2 separate regions of the Anas platyrhynchos genome follow, and region 2 is linked to region 1. A link is a contact called in public Hi-C data. All regions are on one chromosome and are shown on one strand. Each heading gives the region's core, a stretch centred on a gene start, on an enhancer-like site or on the middle of the called end of the contact. The rest is flanking DNA. Distances are from core to core; before and after follow the strand shown. Region 1 holds the start of HMGA1 (high mobility group AT-hook 1). Region 2 has its middle 6.6 kb from the start of SPDEF.

Region 1 (6,682 bases), core at 1,336-3,835:
CAACAGGGAACAAAGCCCGGAGGGGAAACAAAGGCCCCATCCCCTCCCACAGTGCCCATCCCAAACCCGTGACGGGGTGACAAGGACCAGGCTGGGGACACCCCCACCCTTGTCCCAAGGGGTCTCCCAGCTCGGTTGGCTCACCTGGGTTATTTGGGGTTGCTCACCCCAGCCCGGCACGGCGCACGTGGAGCCCCCGCACTGCGCTCACCCAGGAGGGGGAGAAAAACCCCCCTTCTGGTAGCACCACTTCCAGCTGTTTTTGCTTTCTGGGCTCACTGCGGAATTGTTGAGCGGTTTTTTTTTACAGATTTTTGCATGTTGAATTGCAGAATTTTTTGCATTTTGCAATGTTTTTGCAAACTGCACAACACAAACCTCGCCGGTCCCGCTCCCAAACCCCGCCTCGGCGGCAGCGTCTCTTCTGGCTTTCAGCCTGGAAAGCTGCAGAAACAAAAGTGAAAACAAGCGGCAGGATGGCAACAGCCAGGTGCGGCTCTGCCCAGCTCGGAGCAGCCCCCCCAGCGCTCAGCCCCCCTCCTTTCAGCACGGGGAGCTCGGGGCAGGGGGCACTGCCCCACGTCCCCCCCGCGGGTCACCATTTGCGCAGAGCTCTCCGTGGTGCGCTGCCAGGCCACTTCCCTTCCTCCCACAACCCTCCCCCCAGCAAGCCACCCTCTGTCCTCCCAAACTTGCTCAGAACAACAAAAAAAATCCCCCTTTTACCCCTAAAAAAAGCCACTTCCCAATTTCCCCCCGCTGCACGCAGCTTCCCATCCCAGCACCGCTCCCGGCTGCGGGGCGCACCTGGCCGGGGATTTTTTGGAGACGGCCGCGGCTTTGCTTCGAACACCGAGCGACCCACGCAGAGCAGCCCCTGGGTGCAAAACCACCGTGAAGGCAGCCCCCAGAGCCCTCCCCAGGGGTGAGCAAGAAATCGCCAAAAGTTTCGGGGACCGAGAACCGATAGCCTCGGTTGTTCGCGCCCCCCTCCCGGCACTGCTCTCCGGTTACAGCCACTCACCGGCGGCGCAGAAGAAATAACGAGGGAGGGATATTAATAACAGCAGTCCTCAGCCAGGGACAGAAACCAAATTCCTCGCCGGGCTCGCAGCAAAGAGGGGAAGCCCGAGCATGCCCATGGGCAGGTTTGGGGCAGCCGAAGGCACCGCAGCACACGGTGCTTGGCTGGGGCCGCCTGCTAAAGGGGAATGCTGATTTTAGCCAAAAAAATAATAATGTGTGGGGCTTGCAAGCAGCACCTTACCTGGGTGCAAGGCCCTCGGCTGGAGGGGACGCAGCGCGGTCGCCATCTCAGGGAGCTGCAGCCGGGCTCAGCCCCAAAATGCAGCGCTGCAAACGGGGCAATGCCTCCGCTGGCAGGCATTTGGAAAGGGGTCGGCTCCTCGCAGGGCTTTTTTCCCCTCCTTTGCATTCATTTTTCAGAAAGGGACACGGCTTTGGTTGTGTTTCAGACAGGAGGCGCCAAGGGAGTTTGCAGGGGGGGTTAAATCCAAGCAGCGTTTAGCAAGAGGTGCCACGAGCCTTGCGCAGCTGGGTTTGGTTCTTGCCATGTCGCAAACCTGCCCCGCCGAAGTTTTGCGCACGCAGACACCAACGCTGCCGGGCTTCACGTTGTTAAGGATGATTTTTTTAAAACAAAAACCTGCCTGAAAATTGAATTCAGCACCATACAGCCTAAGGTTCAGCTCCTAACACCAGATTTCAACCCTTTGAGGCAGGGGGGTCCAAGCACCCAAGTCAGACTTCCCACGAAATTCACCATTGGGGTTTCTGCAGGAGTTTGGGGGAATTCGGCAGACCCTCATGGCTGGGAGCTCTGCATTTCCCTGTATTCCCCCAAAACCCACCACGAGCCCCCAGATGCTTGGCACAGCCGGGGGCTGTTTTTTAGGGTCCTGGCAGACCCGGAGAGCTGATGTGGCTCCCATTCCACACTGCCCTAAGGCACCCCAAAGCAGACAGCACGGATTCAGAACAAAGCCCCCCCCGGGGCAGAACCAAGCCCCAAAACCTTCCCAGACCTCGGGGCCGCTCGCCAGCCCCCCCCCAGCCCAGCCACGCTCACCCCTCCGCCCCCAATCCTATTCTTCCAACATTTCCGCGCTGAAATCTGAAACACGGCGCTTCCACCCCTCCCTGGGGACGGAGCACCTGCTGCCGGGTGCCTCCAGAAGGGGATCAGAGGATTTTTTTTTTTATTTTTTTTTTTATGGGGGGGGGGGTTAACAGCAAATAAAAGCACCGCGCTTCACCCAGCGGAGAGCCCCGACGCTCAACCCCAAAGCGCCACCAAAACCCCTCGGCGCCACCCCAAAACCCCAAAACCGCCCTGGGGGGCACAAAGCAGAGTGTGCCCCCCCCCACCCCCCACCCGGGACACACACCCTTAAACCGGGAACCCCCAAACTGGGCACTGGGCACCCCACAAACTGGGGATCTTTTTTTTGGGGGGGGTCTCCATCCATCCCGGCTGCCCGGGGAGAGCCACCACCGCCCGGGGGGGGGTCAGCACGGCCCTGGGGGGGGGGTCAGCAGGACCTGGGGGGGGGGCTCGGCCCCACCGCAGCCCTTTGAACGGCCCCATCGGCCCCGGCCCCGCCGCCGCCCGCCCCCCCCGGCCGTGATGCAGGCGGCTCCTCCTCCCGGCGCTCCGCAAGGGCTGGGAGCTCCCCTCTGCCCGGCTGCCCTTATTTAATTTCCAGGGTGATTTTGCTATTTTTAGCACCTGGATCCCCTCCAGTAAGGCTCGGAGTTCGCTCCTTTTTATTATTATTATCATTAATATTATTATTTATTTTTTTTCCCCTCTTTCCCCCCCCCCCCTTTCCCTATTTTTTTTTTTTTTCCTCCCCCTGGCTCCCCGTGAAATGATTTGGACCCGGCTTCCTTCCTCCCGGAGCGCTTTTTTTTTTTTTTTTTTTAATTTTATTATTATTATTTATATAAATAAGGGGGGTTGGGGGGGGGGGGCCTGGCCGTGCTGTGGATGCGTGTGCGAGTCGCAGCCTCTCTCTCCTCTCTCTCTCTCTCTCTTTGCCTTCTCCTTTCAGATCCGCATTTGCGAGCAGCAGCAGCCAGGAGGGGGGGTTTCGCTCGCTCACAACACAGCCACGCCGGGAGAGGGAGGAAAAAAAAAAGAATTAAAAGGAAAAAAAAAAAAAAAGCCACCAAAAAAAAAAAATAATAATAATAATCCCCAAGCACCCAGCTCCGAGACCAAGCTGACTGTGAGTGCCGGCCTTCCTCTTTCCTTTCTGCTCCGGGGGGGGGGGGGGGTTTGGGGGGTTCAAGGGGGTGCTGGGGGGGCCCGAGGTTCGCTCCGTGTTTGCAAGGGCTCGCGGGTGCCCCTTTGGTTTGTTATTAATTACTGGGATTAATTGGGCGATGCACCTGGCGGGGCCGGGATGAGCTGGGGGGGGCCGGGCTGCGGGGACTTTTCCTCCGATTTATGGGGTTTGGGGGCTCCAGCGGCCCCCAACGCCCTGGGGGGGGGCTCCGGCTGCAGCCTCGGGTCGGTTCGGTGGGGCTGGGACCCCCCCCCGGGTCCCCTCCGTGTGGTTTTGGGGTCGGTGCAAGGTGCGTGGGGCCGGGACCTTGCAAAGTGCGTGGGGCCTGCAGCGCGCGTGGGGCGGGGGCTCGGTGCAAATTGGGGGGGGCTCGGTGCAAATTAGGGGGGGGTCGGTGCAAATTAAGGGGGGGTCGGTGCAAATTAGGGGGGGGTCCCGGCGGGTTGTGTGGGGTCGGGGCAAACCGCCTGGGGTCGCCGCGAAGCACGTGGGGTCGGTGCAAAGCACGTGGGGGGTGGGGGGGGGGGGGGCTGCGAATTTTGGGGGGTGGGCGCCGAGCACGTGGAGCCCCGGCCGATGGTGTGGGGTGGGCGCGGATGGCTGGGGGGCGGGGGGGGGCGCTGCAAATTTTGTGGGGTCGCCGCAAGGTGCCTGGGGCCGGGCAAGGCCCCGTTGGGGGGGGACAAGGGGGGGGGCACACACTCGGGCAGGTCGCTGTAAAGTTGCAGTGAGGGGGCTCAACCCCCCCCCAAAACCCCTAAAACCACCCCCTACTCCTAAAATCTCCCCCTGCCCCTAAAAGCACCCCCCCAGCCCATGCCTGCAGGGGGGGGCCCGAAATGGCGCTGCTGTGCCCGGGGTTTTATTGCAGCCCGCGGGAGGGGGGGGTGGGGGGGGGGCTTCACAAAGCTGCGCTGTTGCCCTTCCTGCCTCTTTTCTTTCTCCCCCACCTCCCTCCTTCCTTTCTTTTATCACTTCCTTTTATTATGCATGCCCAGGAAGGAAGGGGGGTGGTCTGCCCTTAATAGCAAGGGGAAGGGGAAGGGGAAGGGGAAGGGGAGGGGGGGGGGCTTCAAAGCAGAGCCCCCCCCACCCCCAACCTCGGCCCTAAGCCCCCATCCCCGAGGCTCCCCAACTTGTGCCCCCCCCAGCCCCGGGCTGGGTTTCCTGGGTGTGAGGAGATTTTTTGGGGGGAAGGGGGCAGATCTGAGGCACCACCGCCACCACCTCAGTTCTTTCCCCCCCCCGTTTTCGGGTTGGGTTGTTTAATCTGGGAGTGGGTGGCGGGCGCGGGGGATTTATGGGGCTGTTTGCACGGGGGGGGCAGGTTGTGGCTTTTGCAAGCCGAGCGTGGCTTGTGCAAGAGGTGGCTGCCAGCAGCACCCCCCACGGCGGCTCCCGACCCACGGGGACGGCCGAGGAAGGGGTTTCCCCCCCCCAGCACCCTCTGACCCTAAGGAGTGCCCTCCGCTGGGATTTCACCCCACCAGCCCACAGGAGCCCGGCAGCCCCCTGCTCGTGGTTCCCCCCGCCATGAAAAGGGGAAAAGGGTTTTTTTTTTGTGTTTTTTTTTTTTTTTTTTTTTTTTCCCTCTCTCCCTCAGCTGCTTCCTTCCCTCCATGGCAACCCAGCTGCTGCCTCCGATCCCAATCCCGCTCCGAGGCGCGGGGCCGAGCTCCGAGGTGGGGACGGGGACGGCAGCGATGGGGACGGGGACATGGGGTGGCACCAAGGGCAGCCCCATATCCCACCCGCATCGCTCACACAGCACCGTGGCCACCAGGGGTTGCCCGATGGGGCCAGGACCCCCGAGCAGGGCAGCTGAGGGACCCCCAGGAGAGGGTACGGCACGGCCGGGGGGCTGCGTTCCCTCTGCCAAAGATCGACTAAAAAGAGGGGGAAAAAAAGAAAAAAAGGGTAAATACTTCTCAGCCCCTGCTCAGCCCACCAGTATTTCCTTCCCTAAACCTTATTTATATATATATATTTTTTTAAGTGCTCCTTGAAGGGCTCAGGGATGCTGTGAGTAATTATTTTGGGGTGTTTACATGACAGCACGCATGGTTTCTGTCTCCCCCCCCCTAAAAAAAATAATCTGCGGGTGGTTTTTGTTGTTGCTTTGCACTCGTGAGTCACTTTCAGAGGGGCCTGGAAGGTCTCGGCGTGGTGGGGGCTCCAGACACTGCTGTGGGGTCGGGGTCCCCATGGGGATCGGGGTCCCCCCGTGGGTCCCTCCCGCAGCCCCAGCAGCGGGGGGGCAGCAGCGCCGTGCCCCCTGGCTGAAGTTTACCCAAACTGGAAGCAGCTGCTAAAGGCTGGGGGTGGTTAAAGCCTCGTTATAGGGCCGGCGCCTCTGGCTGCCCGAAACCCACCAGGAAAAGCCTCCTGGGGTCCGCAGCCCTTTGGGGACGCAGATCGGACCCCAAGGGGATGGGATCGGCCCCGTTCCTGCCAGGGTCCCTGCTCTGCACCCAGCTGATCCCGGCCCCGAGCCCGTCCTGGGCTGGGAGCAGGGTGTGGAGCGCGGCGGCCCCACAGCTCCGGCCCAGCAGGTTTTCCCTACGCCCCCGGGAAGCACCAGGGTGGAGAGGGGAAGATGGAGCCCGCTCCTCCACGGGATTTTCCCCGTCAGGCAGGAAAGCCACACAGCCCTCCGGGACACGCACACGGGGAGGGGACAGCCTGGTGTCCCTCGGTGTCCCTAAATCCAGCCAGGGTGGCCGGAGCAGGGTGCAGCCCCCATTCTGGGCGCAGCGGTGCCCAGGTGGGAGCCGCAGGGATGTGAGAGCTTGGCAGGGCCCTTCCCGGCGTGCCCCAAATGCTGGGGGTGAGCGAGACCCAGCCCAGCTCCCCCGGCACCCCCAGACCCCCCCGGGGATCCCTGCGGGCCCCCGGGGCCGTGCCACCACCCCTCGTCCTGTCCCAACTTGCCAGTGCCGGCAGCGTGTCTGGGATTTCAAGGGCTCCCGATTAAATCTGGAGCCGCTCTCCTCCTCTTGGCAGAAGGGGAGCTGGGGGGGGAATTGCTCCGTGGGTCGGGCCCCGTGGGAAGGGCTGGCAGAGCCGCCGCTCCCCAAAAACCTCCCGGGGCGGTGGGGGCACCTGGCTAACTCAGCGGGGTTTCTGTGCCGCGGGGTGAGGCTGGGCCCCTGCCCCGCAGCCCCGATCCCATTGCTCCTGGCATGGGAAGGGAAGGGAGCGAGGCTGCACCCCGCCAGGATTTGGGGGCTGCGCCTCAAAGCCAGCCCCGGGGATGGGCAGGGAGCGGGGGTGCTCTGGGAGGGGTCCCCAGGGAGGGGCTGGGCACCCACGGGCTCCCGGAGAAGCACCCAAAGGGGGGCCCTGGGGGTGGGAGAGCGGGGAGCACCCGG
Region 2 (6,682 bases), core at 1,501-4,000, 84 kb after region 1:
CAGCAGAGTCCCCATGCAAAGCCAGCCCACACGCTCGGGTCCCTGAGAGGCCAAATCCTGCCCCCACCGCAGAGCTGGCACCCACGCTGCCGGGCTCTGCAGGGGCGATGCCCACAGAGGAGGCAAATCCCCGCTCCCAGGCGGCAGGACGGGATTCCTCGGGCTTTTCTGCGAGCCCAGGATGCTGGAAATGGTTCAAGCTCCTTTCACACACCCACAGGCTCAGCCCCACTCTGCAGGCAGCTGCCTCGGTGAGAAGCGCTCAGCACCCCAGCCCTCACCAGCCCCAGATCTGGTGGGTGTTGGTGTCCCGAGGAGGAGGCAGCTTTTGGGTTTCACCTCCCGTCAGCACCCAAACAAGCTCACGGCCACATCCACCCACAGCCCTGGGTGCAGATCCCACACCAAGGGAGGAAAAATCCTTTGGGCTTTGGGAACAAGCAACGGGGAAGCGCCAGGACCCTGGGAATCCCTCCTGCACCTCGAGGGCCAGCCCGGGGATGCTGTGCAGGAGGAAGATCCCTGGCGGGAGGTGGCTGCTGCTCCCCCCCCTCCTGCTGCCCATAATCTTAATTGCTCTTCCCCGGCTGTTTGCTCAGCGCCGTTCATTTCCACCCAGCCTGCACCGAGAGGGTTTATCACACTCGCTCTTGTGTTATTTCAAGCTAAGGCACGTACGGGAGGTCAGAGCTGGGAGCACTCCCTGCGATCCTAGAAAGAGCCTGGGCTGAGGGTACCGGGCTCCTTCCTCGTCCCAGCCCCACAGCTGCTGTCCCTGCGAGGTGTCCCCGTGCCACCAAAGCAGAGCAAACAGCAGGGAGCCGCTGTCACTGCCGGGAAGGGAGCGAGGGGCCTGCACCCAGCACCCAGCTGGGAACACGCTGCCGGGCTTGGGGCGAGCTGGGGGGCTGCTCCCAGAGGGGAAATTGGCTTTTCAGCAGAGCTTGGACCCCAACGCTGAGCGAATTGCCAAAATGCATGGGAAATAACCCAAGGGCAGGCACCGGGCAGCCCACGGGATTTTTGTGTGTGCGACAAGCCTGTGGAGATCTCCCAGGAAGCATCTTTGGGGTTTGAACCCGATGATCTCTGAATGTCCCCTATAATTCTGTGACCTTCAGGCGGCTCCAGAGCGGAGACCAAGCAAACCCCCTGAAATTCCTCCTGGCCTCCAGCCTCACTTACCCCTTCCCAAAACATCCCCGTGGCTCTGCGCCAGGCAGGGCCCCTCCCGTTTATTACCCTCATGGCCATGCTCATCCCACTTCCCCATCTCCCAGATGCTGCCATAAACCCCGTTTATGGGGCGCCGCGCGTATGCTCAGGGCAAACAGCCCCGGTTATTGCCGCCGGCACCCGCGTGCGGGGCCCACCCTGACAAAACAACCCCGGGGCTCCCAACCTCGGCTGCTGCCCGTGCCGGCAGCCGGCAGCTCCCCGCTCCTGCACCCCGGTGCCCGGTGCAGGGTTCGCCCCCCTCCTCCCCATTTTCCCCTGTGCCAAGCGCGGCTGACGCAGGCGGGGAGGTCGCAGGGCAGCCGGCCGGGCTGGGAGCAGCGGGATCCAGCTGCGTGTTTGCTGTTCCCTGCTTAACGCCCCGCTCTTTTCTTCCTCCGGTGGCTTTCTAAGCTCCTGCTTTTGTCTCTCGGGATTAAAAGCCTGGAAGTGGCCGCGGGTCGCGCAGCGCTGCCAGGAAGAGAGGGCTCAGGGCGGCGCGGGTGCGCCCAGCTCGGCGGCACAGCAAACGCCGGTGGAGGGGGGGTGAGGACAGGTCACGGCCACCCCGGCACTGTTTTGGGGCGCACGCTGGGGAAACGCACATATAGGGACAACCCCTGAGCTGGGCTGCCCATGTGGGTCCCCCCCATCCCCACACAAACCCCAAACCCCTCCATACAGCCCGGTACCCCCGTTCCCTCCCCGTTAGCCGTTCACCCCACCAGTGGGACCAGTAACATGGCAGCGTGGCCGGCACCCCCTCGGCGTGTTGTAGGTTTGGGGCCGCTTGGCGGCGGTTCCCAGGCACACAGGAGCAGCCAGGTGAGACCGGCAGGGCCCCGGGCCAGCGGACGCGATGTTGTCTTTTCACACAGCCCCGGCGCGGGGCTGCGCAGCACCCAAAACCCTCGGTGGCTTTGTTTTCCCACAGCGGCTGCCACGGAGAAATGCAAATTCATTCTTCTCCTCCGCTGCTTTCCCCCTCTGAGAGCAAACGGTCCCCGGGCATAACGGCCCCATGAGGCGCTCCCATGGCGAGCCGAGGGCACGCGGTGCCCCATGGAGCAGGAGAGGTTCCCGGCCCCATCCTCCCCTTCATCCCGCACCATCCAACCCCATAGAGCCTGCAGAATGGTTTTGCCCCAGGTGGGAATCCCTAAAAATAAGCCTAAAACGGGCCCTCGGGGTGTTCTGAGGATTGGAGGGGGCAGGGCTGGGTGGAGAAGGGGAGGCAGAGCCCAGCCACCTCCCCAGCTCCGGGGGGGCTCCAGCCCTTTGCCATCAGAACCCCCACCCTGTTGCAGCTCCCTGGGGGGCACAGGGGTGGGGACCCCCCTGTGTCAGCCCACCCAGAGGACAGGGTCTCCTCTTCTCCCAGGGATGAGGCTGCTCCGTACCCTGCACGGAGCTGTGGTTTTGGGACAGAGGCACGGCTCTCCCGGCCCTGAGCGTCCCACAGGCTGGGGGGGGCACAGGGAAAAGCCTGGGGGCCTCGGCACGGAGGCAGCTGGGGACAAGCGAGGCAGCGCAGAGCGAGCAGTGACTCAGCCGTGAGTCACCCAGCTCCGAGGGAAAGGAGCTGCTCCCGTAAGCATCGCCCCGGTCAGAGCCACCAGGCAAAAAGGGGGCGCAGCAAGGACCCCGAAAACAGCACGGGGATCCCCAGCAGCCTGCCCTGCCTTCATCCCCTCCCCAGGAGCTGGGCTGCCCTCTGCCTTTGGAGGAATTTGCTTTTTTTCTCAGCAAACTTAAGCTGCCTCCCATCCTTAGCCTCCTGTGGAGGCTCAGCACCACGAGGAGCCTCCCAGAGCCTGGCTGAGGGGGGGCTGAAACCATAAATGGCACCAGGAGAGGGGCTGGGATGTGCAGCGCTGGGCCACTGGGACACACCAAACCCCTACGGGACACGGGCACCGTGCCGGGCTGCACAGGAGGGGACACGAAAGCAGAACACGATCAGTGCTCCCTGCTTTCTTGCAGGAGCTGGGCTCCAGACCCCAAAACAGCCAGCCCAGCGTGGGACGTGACCCCAAAATGGGGAACCCCTGCCCCAAGCCTGGCTCTGCCCCGTCCCAACTCTGGCTCGGGACCCGGCACAGCGAGAAGATCGCTTCTGTTGTCAGCCGTGGATTTTGAGGGCAGCAAAATGTTTGTTCTGTCAACACGTGCCTAATCCCCAACCAAAAGCTGATGAAAAAAGCGTGGAGGGGGGGAAGGATGGGAAGGAGCTGCCCTTTGAAACAAAACCCTCACCGTGACATCTGCAGCCCCGAAAGGACGGACAACACCGGGGCTGCCCAGGGCGAGCAGTGCTGGCGTGGTGGGGGGCGAGGGGACAGGATCCCACTGGGGACACACCGGGACCCTCAGCCCCAGACCCCTCCAAGGGGGACAGAAGACACTAAGGCACCCCAAGAGGCTCGGATGACGACAGCACGGCGAGATTTAGGGTTTGGCCAAGGACCACATCCTTGCTCCAACCTCGCGTGGCGCACACCAGGCTGCAGCAGCCCCAGGTTTCCACCTCCCCTGGCCAAAACGAAGCCCCAGGACGCGGGCACTGCGCCGCATGAACCTGGCCTTGGTGTGGGACAGCAGCCAGCCCCGGGGCGTCCCCACATCCCCGGTGGCACGCACGCAACTGTGCCACCGAGAGCCCGTCACGAAGGCACTCAGCAGGATTGGCGTTTGCAGATGGGCCGTAAACCCTTTTCCTGGTGGGATGAGGCACAACTTCGTCAGCCCAAGGCTTGTTCCCAGCTCACAAGCGCTCACCCCGGGGCAGATCCCGCAGCCCCATCCGGCCGCTGACCCCGGCCCTGCCGGCACGGCCACCGCCGGGCACGCGGTGCAGCCCCGAGGGACCCGCTCCCGTCAGCCGACGGCATGGGCACCGCACCCTCTGCCCGCAAAAAAAGGAAAGAGTGCCTTTCGCAGTTTCCATTTGTTTGCTCTTTAAATAACCGTTTCCTTATCGCTCTGCGTGTGTGCAGATCCCTTTTAAAATTCGGACAAACCTGCTTCTCGGGCAGCATCGCCCGCAGCCCCGCACCCTGCCCGTGGGGTAGGGCCAAGCGGGGCGGCCCCAGAACCAGCCTGACCCCAAATCGTGCCCTCCCCGGTGGTCCTCGGGGCTGGGGGGCTCCTCCTGGAGATCTCCTACAGCTGCCTGGACGTGGCCCTGGGCACCCTTTTTGGGGTGGCCCTGCTGGAGCAGAGGGACCCCACCTGAACCATTCCACACTCCTTGCTCAGGAGCTCGAGCTCTCCCTCGCCCCCTTGTTTCTAAGATGGGGGCACCAGGATTGTCCAAATCCACGTCCGGGGAGCCCGTCCTTTCCTCTCCATCCTGCCACCCCACAGCACAGTGTGGGGACAGCAGAGGCGCCGTGAGGTCCCAGCGGGTCCCAAGGCTCCTCTGCTCAAAGCCCAGCCCCGCACCCCTCGTGCCCCCCAACTGCAACCCCCCCAGGAGCCCCAGGGCCATGGGAGCCCATGGCACCAGCGTGGCACAGGTTTGGGTGTCCCACGTGTGAGGACAGGGCACGTCCCTGGTCCCTGCAGCCTGGCAGGGGGCAGAGCAGAGCCTTGCGGCACCGAGGGGCATCTCGTGGTCAGCCCGAGAGGCTCGGGGTGCTGCGGGCAGCAGGTGCCAGGCACGGGGAGCGATGGCTTTGTCCCACCTGGTCCCCGAGGTCACCCCCGGGGTCACACTCGATGCCACTCTAGGCTTTTGGGCTTCGCCACCGCCGGCTGACGTCACGGCCCAGCCTGCAGCTGTCAGAATTAATTGAGGAAACTCAAGCACGGTAAACAAGGAGGAGGGAAAGCGGCGCAGATTAGATAACGAGCAATACGAGGCTCGCATTTGCTCTCTGCACAGCGAGCCTTGCCCGCTCCCACCGGCACGGACCCCTCCGAGCCCCGGTGCTCCTGGGCCCGCAGCGCAAGGAGCTGGGCTCATGTCCCTGTCTGCCACGGCTGGGGACAGCTTCCCTGCCCCAAGGGCTGCATCTTCCATCCCCAGTGGGGCTTCACCGCCAGCTTTGGCTGAATTTGGAGTGGCTGCAGCCCTGGCTGCACCTTCAGCTGCTGCACAGCACGCAGACGGGGTCCAGGCCCCCTCTGATGGGGCATCACTGCCTGTAGGACATCCCAGCTGCTCCGAGGTCCCTGCCCAGCTCAGCTGTCCCCAGCAGGTCACCCTCGTGGTGGCGGTGGCAGGCTGGGTGCCACGGTGCCACCCCACGGTGCTGTGGGTGGCCAGAAACGTGCGAGCACCTCCCCAGGCTGGGACCATGCGTGGTGCAGGGCGGCAGCTGCTGCAGAGGGACACGGGCGGCCACCAGCACCAGCACCAGGTCCCAAGGGCTGGAGGAGCCACGTCCAGCAGCGATGGAGGGCTGGAGATGAGGAACACGCTCAGCTCCCTCTGCTGGCATCTCCTTCAGGCCAGGCCCTTCCCCAGGGAAGGCAGCTGATAAATAATCTCCAGGCACCTTCCGCAGCTCACGGTGTCCCCGTGCCACCCACCGGGAGCTGCTCCCCAGCTCCTGCACCAGCCCCCAGCAGCCCAGCAGGTCCCAGTGAGCAGAAGGACACACAGACTGCCTGTCCAGCCTGCCTGCGGTCTGAATTCCCAGCTTAATGGGGAGGAAACCAGTTGGTGAGGGGCAGCTGGGGTGGGAGCAGAGCTGGGCGAGCAGGGATGAGCCCCAGGTCTCTGCGTGCCCATGCAGAGGGGCAGAGGGAGCTGGGTGAGGCTCGGGACCTTTGATCTCAGCCTCTCCCCTAAAAAACAGGGCAAGCACCGACCTTGACGCCTGAATACATGGATAGGAAGCAGCCCAAGCGGGCACCTTCCAGCAGCTGCAGGACAAAGCATCCCCACTGTCACCACCCCGCTGCCACCACCCGGCCCTGCTCGCCCCGTGTTGGCCACTCGGAGCAGCAGCTGGGCAGTGGAGCCTCATTTTAAGTCAATAAATGGAGATCCCTGCAGAGGCAGCGCTGCACAAGGCACCCTGTATGTCAGCCTCCCCCAGCCGCCCACCTGCTCTCCCTCTCGGCCATCCAAAATCAGGGTTTTTCCCCGTTTGGGGTTTATGGATGCTTTAAGAGTGCTTTGAACCTGCCTGCAAGACGCTGGCAGCTCTGGGCAGTTTTATTGTGTGCCCGAGGGGCTCGGGCATCGCTCGGCTGGGTCCTGCAGGCACAACCCCCCCAAAAGCAGCACTGCTCCTGGATCACATCCCAGCCCACGCCTGCACCTTCACCGTGAGTCAGCCAAGCAAGATTATGCAGGGCTCAGCCCTAGCAGCAAGTGGGAAAGCTCTGGAGATTTTTATCCTTGTTTGCAGAGCTCCTTACCCAGTTCCTGGGAACAGCTGGGCCCTGTGGGGTGCCTGGCTGCTGGAGGGCACCCCCGGGGGGTGGAGGTTGCCTGGAGGACAGCAACTGCACC

Evidence for each region. Hi-C and Micro-C count contacts between places; a contact is called where the count stands out from the background.
Region 2: a contact with region 1 is called in a Hi-C map of liver, with 2.7 times the contacts expected there. The contact joins the enhancer-like site here to the promoter of HMGA1 in region 1. A contact is called at or near these places in 3 of 8 Hi-C or Micro-C datasets (liver, skeletal muscle and subcutaneous adipose tissue).

What each region holds. Positions count from the first base shown.
Region 1 is chr27:4,046,806-4,053,487 of IASCAAS_PekinDuck_T2T, forward strand. It overlaps HMGA1 (high mobility group AT-hook 1), which reads left to right and starts at 2,586. Exons shown (of 6, transcript XM_072028352.1): 1 at 2,586-2,763; 2 at 3,075-3,251. It overlaps LOC101791673 (a long non-coding RNA gene), which reads right to left and starts at 1,018. Exons shown (of 5, transcript XR_005261103.2): 1 at 808-1,018; 2 at 145-444.
Region 2 is chr27:4,130,346-4,137,027 of IASCAAS_PekinDuck_T2T, forward strand. No RefSeq gene overlaps it. Among named protein-coding and RNA genes, the nearest start is that of SPDEF, 6.6 kb to the left of the region's middle. Within about 2 kb of position 2,751, at least 2 of the 8 cell types and tissues checked have an H3K27ac peak or open chromatin away from gene starts, as enhancers often do.